Regions from separate parts of the Mus musculus genome. Here regions 2 and 3 are each linked to region 1. The links are chromatin contacts, called in public promoter capture Hi-C maps. All regions are on one chromosome and are shown on one strand. Each heading gives the region's core, a stretch centred on a gene start, on an enhancer-like site or on the middle of the called end of the contact. The rest is flanking DNA. Distances are from core to core; before and after follow the strand shown.

Evidence for each region. Promoter capture Hi-C pulls out the DNA fragments that hold promoters and counts their contacts.
Region 2: a promoter capture Hi-C map of liver shows a contact between it and region 1, with 2.9 times the contacts expected there. The contact joins the promoter of Osbpl7 here to the promoter of Fam117a in region 1. A contact is called at or near these places in 3 of 39 promoter capture datasets (hippocampal neurons, liver and pre-B cells).
Region 3: a promoter capture Hi-C map of liver shows a contact between it and region 1, with 2.6 times the contacts expected there. The contact joins the promoter of D030028A08Rik here to the promoter of Fam117a in region 1. A contact is called at or near these places in 2 of 39 promoter capture datasets (hippocampal neurons and liver) and 1 of 115 datasets of contacts at active chromatin or transcription factors (fetal liver).

What each region holds. Positions count from the first base shown.
Region 1 is chr11:95,335,493-95,338,640 of GRCm38.p6, forward strand. It overlaps Fam117a (family with sequence similarity 117, member A), which reads left to right and starts at 1,526. Exons shown (of 8, transcript NM_172543.4): 1 at 1,526-1,769. The coding sequence starts at 1,574.
Region 2 is chr11:97,049,225-97,052,372 of GRCm38.p6, forward strand. It overlaps Osbpl7 (oxysterol binding protein-like 7), which reads left to right and starts at 1,596. Exons shown (of 23, transcript NM_001310509.2): 1 at 1,596-1,729; 2 at 3,001-3,148. The coding sequence starts at 3,078.
Region 3 is chr11:96,942,580-96,945,727 of GRCm38.p6, forward strand. D030028A08Rik (RIKEN cDNA D030028A08 gene) reads left to right here and starts at 1,567. Exons shown (of 6, transcript NR_003293.3): 1 at 1,567-1,635; 2 at 2,266-2,514. It overlaps Pnpo (pyridoxine 5'-phosphate oxidase), which reads right to left and starts at 1,440. Exons shown (of 7, transcript NM_134021.2): 1 at 1,152-1,440. The coding sequence starts at 1,289.

The sequences.
Region 1 (3,148 bases), core at 276-2,775:
TAAGACTGTCGTCCTCATGGAAAAAAAAGAGTACTATTTTCTTCCATCACAAACAATCTATATGTCAGAGCTTGAAGCAAATCGTTCAAACATGAAAGTAGTGTCTTTGCAGAGAAAAATCTTTTCACAGTATGTTCCTTTGCCTCCATGTTCTGTGTTCTGGTCTGATTTTAATATTCAGCCAACTGTTGCATTCCCACTCTGAGCGTTATCTGCTTTCAGTATTGGATCCCAAGGTACTCTCGCAGCACGCACACCCAGTTTACTCCCTTTCCTCTGATTAGTAAGTGTGGCTTCAAGGGAATACCTTTAAAAAAAATACTAAACTCGGTAGAGACTGAAATAGAAAGACAAATCGGTAGCAAGGTCAAAATTAGAATTCATAACTAAATATAAATCTAGAGGGAATTATCCAATTACTTGGATGGTCCCTTCTCACAGACAGTCCAGCGTTAATTGGCTCTGTTTCTTTTCCATATATAGAACAAAGTAGCAAGAGTAATGGATTTTTTTTTTTTGAGATGCATTGTTTTAATAGTATCTTAAATACTGCTTTTTCTTTTTTCCGAAAATGTGTTCACATATACATAGCATATAATTTTCACAGCTTGCCAGTATTCTCTTTGGGGACCATCTGGTCTTTGACTTGTAGGTCAGAGAGCAACTGAGCTGGAAAGACAAAGATTTCCTAGTGGAGTCACTATCAAACTTGATCAGATTTATCATTTACTTTGTTTTGCTAGGTACACTTACAATGGATGGTTCTGAAGGGAAATTCCCAGCTCCCTTTTAAAGGCTCAAGTTAATTTACAGACTAACAGCTGTTTTTATTGAGATTGGACCAGCTTCAGGAAGGGACTTGGAAACGTAGAAGACAAATGAGTGTCATGTGAGGCGAGGTAGCCATTAAATGTACGAATTTAATGCAAAGCTCATGCAAATGATAGGCAAACCTTCTATAAATTTATCGAATCTCAGTTTGGAGTTTGTCAGCTGCAGTGAAATCTCATGAGAATTGAAAACTAATGTTTTTTAGTTAAACTAAATGTAATGGCTTTTGAAGTTAGGCATTCTCAGTCCCATTGAAACTGCTTAGAGTTTGACACTACCACCTTTAAAGATTTCAGTAGTGTTTGATTCCAGTCCACATCCAGCCCCGCCCCCTGCACAGCCTGACATCACATGGCATATATTTGCATACTACCTGGGACTGGGTGTGACGATCCTCCCCTTTGAACCTTCTCATTGGCAGTGCTGAAGAACCAGCCCTCTACTGGAAGGTCCAATCGGCAGCCTTAAGGACATTAAAAAAAAAAAAAAAAAAGAAAAGAAGAAAATCAGGAGGGTGGGGGTCTTGACTTGATGGCTGAGCACATGGACCAATCATCCTCGGAAACAGAAGAGCCCCGCCATGGATTGGTTGAGGGGGAGGTCCTGGGACTCTGTAGGCCAATTAGAACTCTGGGCCGAGGGGGCCGGTCCGCGCCCGTAGGGCAGATAAGTAGCGGCCGCGGGGGTTGGGGGCAGTGTGGGGCTCGCCGTGGGGGTGAGGCGGCAGGTAGCCGGGTGGGCCATGTCCGGGGCCGCAGCGGGCGGCCGAGGCGGAGGTTCCTGGGGGCCGGGGCGCGGAGGGGCGGGGGGTCTCCGGCGGGGCTGCTCTCCACCGGCGCCCGCTGGCTCCCCCCGGGTCGGTCTGCAGCCACTCAGGGCTACGGTCCCCTTCCAGCTGCAGCAGCCTCACCAGCGCCGGGACGGGGGTGGCCGCGCAGGTGAGCCGGGTCCGGAGCGGGTGCTGGGGCGACGGGCTGGAGAGTACTAGAAGTAGATGGGAGGTGAGAGAAGAGAAAAAGGGGCGCTCAGAGTTCGCGAGGGCGGAGGGAGCGAAGGCGAGCAGCTGCGAACCTGCGGTGCAACTCCGGGACGGGGTGCCGGGTGCATGGGCCGGGGACCAGAGGGGAGGGACCTGGCAGATGGAAGCTAGCTTTGGGGGGGCGTAACCGAAAAGTGGTCCGAAGTGTCCGCCCGGGCGGTGTGAGAAGTGCTAGAGTGCGTGCAAGGAGTGTTGTGGGCGTCCGGAGTCGAGGGCTTCACTGGGAGCCAGAACCGGTGGGCGCTGGACGCCTGCTCAGTGAGGGGGAGGGGCATGGAAGAGAGCCGGGTGGAGCCATGTGTTACTTCTCCTGCTTGAGTTTGGCCCCAGCGTCTCTCTCTATGGCTCTCGAGTTCCTTTCTTCACCACTTCACGTGCGCTTTCACATTATGCTTCTTCCAGGAGATGATTTGAACTCAGCCCGTTGGAATAAGTTAGTTTAACGGCTTTTACTTCGGTGCAAACATACCTCTGTTACCGATTTTCTACATTCCTCTCGGGGTAGCCCCGAAGTTGAATGTTCCCATATCTCTGACTTGCTTAACATGGCTGTCTCTTTCCAGTTATTCTGTGCGTGTGTGCTTATGTACAGGAGTTGGGCAGTTTGCATCCTACTTCTTGCCTCCTCCGAAGGTGTTTTGCCCTGAGCATTCCCAGCCAACGTGGCAGTGGAGTGCTTACAATCAAGTATGCTGTGTTAAATACCCCACTTTCTGAACAGCGCCGAAGCAGTTTCTTAATAGCAGCTTGATGTGGTGGGTGTGGGGAAACTAGGGTGGAGCAAATTTAACCTTGCTTTCACACTTAAGGCTGTGATGGGACCCACAATTGCAGGCCCTTTGGAACGGAAAGGGAACCTACTTGCATGAGGAGGTTGGCAGTAAGTTAAAAGTGAAGTTTGCGTTTGATTCACACCAGATGTGAAAGGATCATTGCACACTTCCTAAGTCTAAGTTTGTACCAAATGTACAGAAGCTATGGTCCCTGCCATCCTACTGTGACAGTCCCTACACCAGTCTCTTGTGCTTTCTGCAGATGACTAAGCTTGGACATTGCATATCCTCTTCCTGAAGGTATTCTGTTACAGGAGTCTTGCTAGATAGGAATGGGATTCATCGGGTCTTTGAGGTAGAAAGCCAAGTCTATTTGGACCTCACTGTATGTGCTAGTATCACATTCTGGAACGCAGAACTTGATCAAATCTGGTAGCAAGATGGTGACCAAGTAGTCAAAGTATGTGTAGAATCTGGTGGTATAGAAGAAGGCAATGCCCAGACA
Region 2 (3,148 bases), core at 346-2,845, 1.7 Mb after region 1:
ATATCTGTACCCTTTGTATGAGCCTGTGCACACAGAGGTCAGAAGAGAGCATTGATCTGGAGCTAGAGTTCCTGGTGGTGGTGAACCACCATGTGAGTAGGAGATTGAACCTGAGTCCTCGGAAGAGCAAGTGCTTACAGCCAAGTCTCCAGCCCTGAACTCCTGATCTTACAAAGTTATTGTCTGGGTTATTTCAAGTCCTCTCCAAATTCTCACTTTTCTTCCTTAAAAGCCATCTTCCCTAGTTGCCTGTCCTTCCAAATACTACATCTCACGTGCTTTTCCTTACGAAGGCTGGGGGAACTAGAGTTCTCATGTAATAGGAGCCCTGGGGGCTATGGCAGGAGGCCCTCCCTGAGTCTTGGGAAGTGGCACCTCCCGCCTGTGGCCTGCCACTGTTCTTGATCCTGAGTGGATCAGGGTGAATGTGGAGTGACTCCTTAGCATTCCTTCCCAGACTTGGAGCAGTGCCGCAGCGTCTTTAGTCCTGGACAGTTGGAAGATCTGCAGCAGCTATCCTCTGGCCTGGGCCAGGACCAGCTTCCCACAGTCCCCACCTCTGCAGATGCCCAGGGATACTCAATCATTTAAAAGGCCCTTGAGGCTCTGGATGTCAGAGTAGCTCCTCCTGGTGCCACTTTGCCTCCAGAGGCCTGCCTGGTGCTGCCCACTGCACCCCTCCCTCTTGGGAGGCTAAATCCATGCTGAGGTTTTGAAGGGAGCCCAGACAGCAGGTACTGCTGTGGTGTGTAAGACTTTGATGTCTAGAAAGGTGGAGCAGACGATTGGCCCACATCATCTCTGCAGCCACACAAGAGCCTTCCATCATACCAGAGCCTGCTGGTGCTACCATTTCTCAGGCACCAAACCTGTTAGTCCGTGCTCATCCATTTGGGAATTGTAGGTCTTTCTCATAATGTAATTCTTGATTATTTCAGCAACTGAACACAGTGGGGTAAAGGTGTTTGAGGGTCAGGGGAGGGGCCCCAGCTAGTCTTTGTTTTATAACTGCCAGCCCATGACTGCATAGCTGCTCCCACCTCTCTGCATCTCTGCTCCTAGAGACTTGCTGCACCCATACTTCCTGATTGCCACGGACTGACCTGGTAGGGCATTGCTCTCAATGAGGAGCCTCGGTGGGGCTTCAGCTGTCCCTCTTGCCTGCTGACTGTGCTCCTGGCACAGATTGTCATGTCCCAGAGTATGTGGGGGTGGGGTGGGACGGTGTCTCTGTCCCTTCCCAGTCAACCTGATATCTTTGCTGGTCCAAAATATGCCATCTATTTCAGGTGTAATTGAGAGGCAGGGTGAATAAGGAAATGGCCTTGAGTGTTCACTGGGGTCAAGGCCATGTTAGTCTGAATAAAATCCTTTACCTTCGATGGCTTGAAGCCAGCAGTTGTTCAGTCCTCTGAAGCATGTGGAACTATGCCCAGTGGGGATTGTGCCCCTCATTTCCAAGTCATTTGGTACCACTCCGTCCTTAGTCCTCCCGAGAGCAGGGGGGCAGAGCTGAGCGGCAGCCCGGAGCTTGGCGGGAGGAGGCAACGGAGGAGGGGCAGGTGGGGAGATCCGGCTGGAGGGGAGGCTCCGACGTCTCCTTCCTTCCTGGTTCCTGCAGTAGCTGCTGCAACTGCTCAGTTCTGTGAAGAGCTAGCCGGTGACTCGGAGACAGTCTCAGGCACAGCAGCGTACGGATCAAGAGGCTCTGGCGTCCATGGATCCTGGGGTAAGGGGGCCTTGCTGTCACGGCCTGACATTCCTGGGAAGGCTTCCTCTCCTCTGGAGCTGGTGGGTCTACTCCTCTGGTAAAGGCGCTGAGAATGGGGGTGGTTAAGGGGGGCACTCACCTGTCTCACTCCACCTCTCCTTCCTACCGGTAGATACTTCCCACCTCTGCGGGGGGGCCAGCAGCAAATGGCCAGGGTTCTAGCGGCCAGGACAAGGGCATAGAAATACCCCAGCACCGGAAGAGTTTTGAAACTTTAAATGGCTGAATGCAGGAGTTTCCCCTTGGGCCAGCCTCTTGTAGCCTGGTCCCTTATGCTGTGACCTCCTGGCCACACTCACACTGTCCCTTCCCTGCCCCTTCTGGGCCTCAACTCCTCAGGTGCTTGCTAGCTGCATGAAGCTCTGAGCTGCTTCCCCAGACACAGGGCAACATCACTCCTCCAGTCCCTTCCCCTTCATACACACACACACACACACACACACACACAGCGCTCATGCATTATTGATCTCCTGGCGGAGCCAGGATGGCCAGAGCCGGTGCCAAGGACGCCTGTGGGCACTGCCTCGGGACCTGGGTGGACCACGACATGTTCTTGGCCACCTCTTCTCCCACCCACAGTGTCATAGCCGGTCAGTGCCCTGCTCCTTCTGGGTGGGAGGTTTCTCAGGAACACAGAGGACTAACATGGTAGCAAGGGGCTGGTAAGGCTTTGCAGGGAAGAGAGTCCAAGGTGGGTATTCTCGGCGTGTCTGGGTGTCTGGTGAGAGGAGGCATGGGAAGATGGGACTGTCTCAGGCCTCAGTTTCCCCATGCAGAAAATGGGAGTGAGAACTGACAGCTATAGGGGGCCAGTTAGTAGAAGTTTGAGAACAGTTGTGCCAGAGGGGTGGCAAAGCCACAGATGTAGGCAGAGATACTGGATGGGGAGGCAGCTGAGCTAAGGAGATCTTGCTCACCAAGTCTCTGAGCCCCCCCTCCCCCCTATTTTCTTGGACTCTCTTCTTCCTTCATTCCCCAGCCTCACAAACACAGAGTGTTTCCTGGATTCCTGGGTGCATGTCCGGGACAGAGGCACACATTGGGTGCAGTGGCCACAGTGGGGGTTGGGTTGGGCGTAGCTGCCCAGGCCCAGGGGTGGTCAGGGAACTGGGGGTGTGGGGATGTCATGTGAGTGGAGGATGTGTGTCTCGGTGTGGGAGGGACCAGCGGTGGGACGGTGGGACACATGGCAGTATGGTAGTACTCGTGGGTCTCTCTCTTGCTTCAAGGGTTCCCCCAGGACAAGGTGACATTCTCCCCAACCCACCCGGCCCTGCCGTCCTCATCGGGGAGCAACTTCTTCCTCATGGACTTCCAGGAAAGAGACACGCCCTCTTTGGCTGAGAGTACTCAGTCTTCAAAGCCCAGCAGTACCCA
Region 3 (3,148 bases), core at 317-2,816, 1.6 Mb after region 1:
TGCCTGGCAATGGGCTGAGATGTTTTTCAAATGTAAATGCATTTAGCCATCATAATGATGACCATGAGAGAAAGAAAAAAACACCAACCAAACAAAACACTACTCAGGAAGTAGGTTCTATGTCCATTTACAGATGGTGAAACAGGCATAAAACGGCCCAGTAAGTCCCTGAGTCTCCTAAGGAGGAAGGGATGAACCAGGGCTGGAGTGTGCTGAAGTTCCTGTGGGTCACCTCATTCTTTTTCATGAAGTAGTTCTAAGGTTTCACAAGAGCCTACATCTCAGTCAAGCACTCCTGCAGATGTTCACGGATAAGCACACTTGGCCACTGTAGCTCTGGATCCCAATCCCAGAACTGATCTCTTGGTCCCTGACCTGAGTGGGGAGAAGATCATGATGAGGGAGGTTAAAACGAAGAGCTTCCAGGTTAGCCTTGAACTCACTGTGTAGCCGGACCCTGAACTCTGGATCCACTGTGCCTAGTTCATTTGGTGCCAAAGGTGGAACCCAGAACCCTCATACACACCAGGCAAGACTCCACAACACTCAGCTACAAGCCCAGCTTCCGCTCCTTTATAAATTTATATCACGTTTATGACTGTTTTAAGCATTTTACAAATGCCTAAATATAGACTGGTAAAGACATCTACCACGAAACCTGACAACCTGAGTTCATTCCTGGTGACCTACGACATGGTGGGAAAAAAAAAAAAACAAAAACAAAAACCAAAAAACTCCTGAAAGTTGTCGCCTGTCATACATGTATAAACACATGTACACTCTAAATGTATAAAAATGTAAAAAATGAGAAAACCCCCAAACCCACAGCATCCTTGTGAAGTAGGTATCACCACTTTACAGGTGGATAAACTGAGGCCCAAAGAGCATAAATTGTCCACAGCGAGACAGTCAGAAAAGGGCTGGGTTCCAACACAGGTGGGTTCTGATGTCAAGGGGTCTATGAGTACACGTTAATCCACGGTTCCCCTGAGGCCCTCCCCAGTAGCTGTCTCTGAAACCCTCTTCTCCCATCAGGGTGACCCCTAAATCCCGTTGCCTTGTAAGTGGCCCCTGAAAGCACAAGGCGCTCCTCCAACCCTTTGCTAATTTAGGGACACCCCCTTTCCGTGTCCCGGCGGCAGCGGCAGCACCTCTCGATCCCCGCGGTAACTCTTGCGCATTGGTCCCAGGTCCATGACTGCACCCCGACAGCACAGGTGACGGAGGTAGCCCGTCCACTTCGCAGGTCTCCTGAACGTCACAGTGACGCTCAGCAGCCCGCACGTCATGTAAGCAGTCGGCCACGTGACCCAGCGTCGCCTGGCCCTGGGTTCGGAACCAATTGCTCAGCCTGTGTGTCTAGCCTGGGAAGGAAGAATTTACTAGAGCCCCAGACAAGCTAGTAAGTCCTAAGTTCTCGGAACCAAGGTGCCTAGGATCAACCAATAGCTGTCCAGGACCAGAGCAGGGATCCATACCTGGAGAGCTTATTGGTTTGAGTTACCTGGAGCGAGACCAATTAGAGCGGGAATGAAGGAACCCAGCAGCCAATGGGCAGCGCCTCCAGGGGCGGGAGCAGAGAGACAAGGAAATGCTGTCACCGCCGTTTAAGAAGCACGTGGAGGTTTGTTAAAGGTATAGGGACAGCAGCCAAGGCGAGGGCGGGGCGAAGTCTCGGGGCTGGAGAGGAGAGGTCCGCAGTAAGTGGCCGGCCAGTGGCGGGCTACTGAAGAAGAACGTAGGGCAGGGATCCCCTCCTGGCGCAGCGGAGGTTGGAAGACTGGGCAAGAAAACATGGTTTGGGGGCCGGACTCGGAAGCAAAGGTGTTAGGGACACAGGGAGAGACTGAGGGAGAAGATTGTGGCTTGAGAGTAAGGAGAGACTGAAACTGCCTTGTAAACCGCAGGGCAGGTGCTGAGGGTCGTGGTGGTGGGCTGATACTCTGGGGACTGGGGAAGCACTCTGGGGTCAGGAAGGAGACTCTGAGGCGAGAAGGGAGTCAGCTGAATAGAAAGAAGACAGAAATTGGAATCAGGCTACCCCAGAGCAGAATGGTCTTCCCTTCTAACTTGTAACCCTTTCCTAAGGGTTGGGCTGGGCTCAGGGCATCCTATACCCAATGCAGTGGAGTTACTACTAGCCACTGCTCTAACAGATGGAAGGGCTGTCCCTTTCCTAAACCTCTTTCAACTTGGTTATTTCCTCCTTTTCATATTTCTTCTTGTTGTTGTTGCTGTTTTTATTTCTTTGTTGTTCCTTTCTAGGTAGTGGGAGGCATAGTTTTTGGCAATAGCCAGCCAAGGATACAGGGAACAGGTGCGGCGCCTGCACGCTGACTTCACGTGGTGGATGTCTGGCTGAGAGAGAAGTAGGAAATCCTCACAACGCTTCTTCCAGCTTTGATCTGCCTGGGGCAGCCCGTGGTGGAAGATGACTCTGTAGCCCTGGTGTCTACCAGTATCCGGAGTGGGAGCCCCAAGAGCCATGTAGACAGGCACCCAGCACTGTGCCAGGTAAGAGACCTTCTTGGCCTGCCTTGGTGTCTGCAGTGGGAACTCATTATCCTCTGTCTACAGCTTGAGCCAGCGCAATCTGCTGCACAGAAGCAAGAGGAAGGAAGCTTGCTGAGAAAAGTGGTGCATGCCTGCCGGTTGTCTCAGCACTTAGACTAAGGCCAGCCTTGGCTACATAGTAAACGTGAGGCTAGCCTAGAATTTTTGGTGCATTGTCGTTTTCTCCCATGAGCAGGATGGGGAGAGTCGTCTGGCTCTTGCAGTGGACTGTAGTAGTTAGTCATCAGCATCCCTTATAAGGTCCACTCTCTTTTTCTATTCCCGGGGCTGCTCTTTCTTTGGAGCAAGAGCTTCCTAGGTACTGAGACTTCCAAGACAGGATCATGAGCTGGGTGTGGCGCCACACAGCTGGGACTCCAGCCCTTGGGAGGCAGAGGGAAAGGATCATGGGATTAATACCAGCTGCACAGCCTTAAAAAGGAAAAACAAACAAACAAACAAAAAAACGAAAAACCAACCAACCAACCAAAACAAAACAAAACAAAAAAACCTCCAAAACCAAAAAACAAAACCACACAACAACCATGAGATGTGTATTTATATAGCCTATCCATTCAATAAACATTTACCAGAG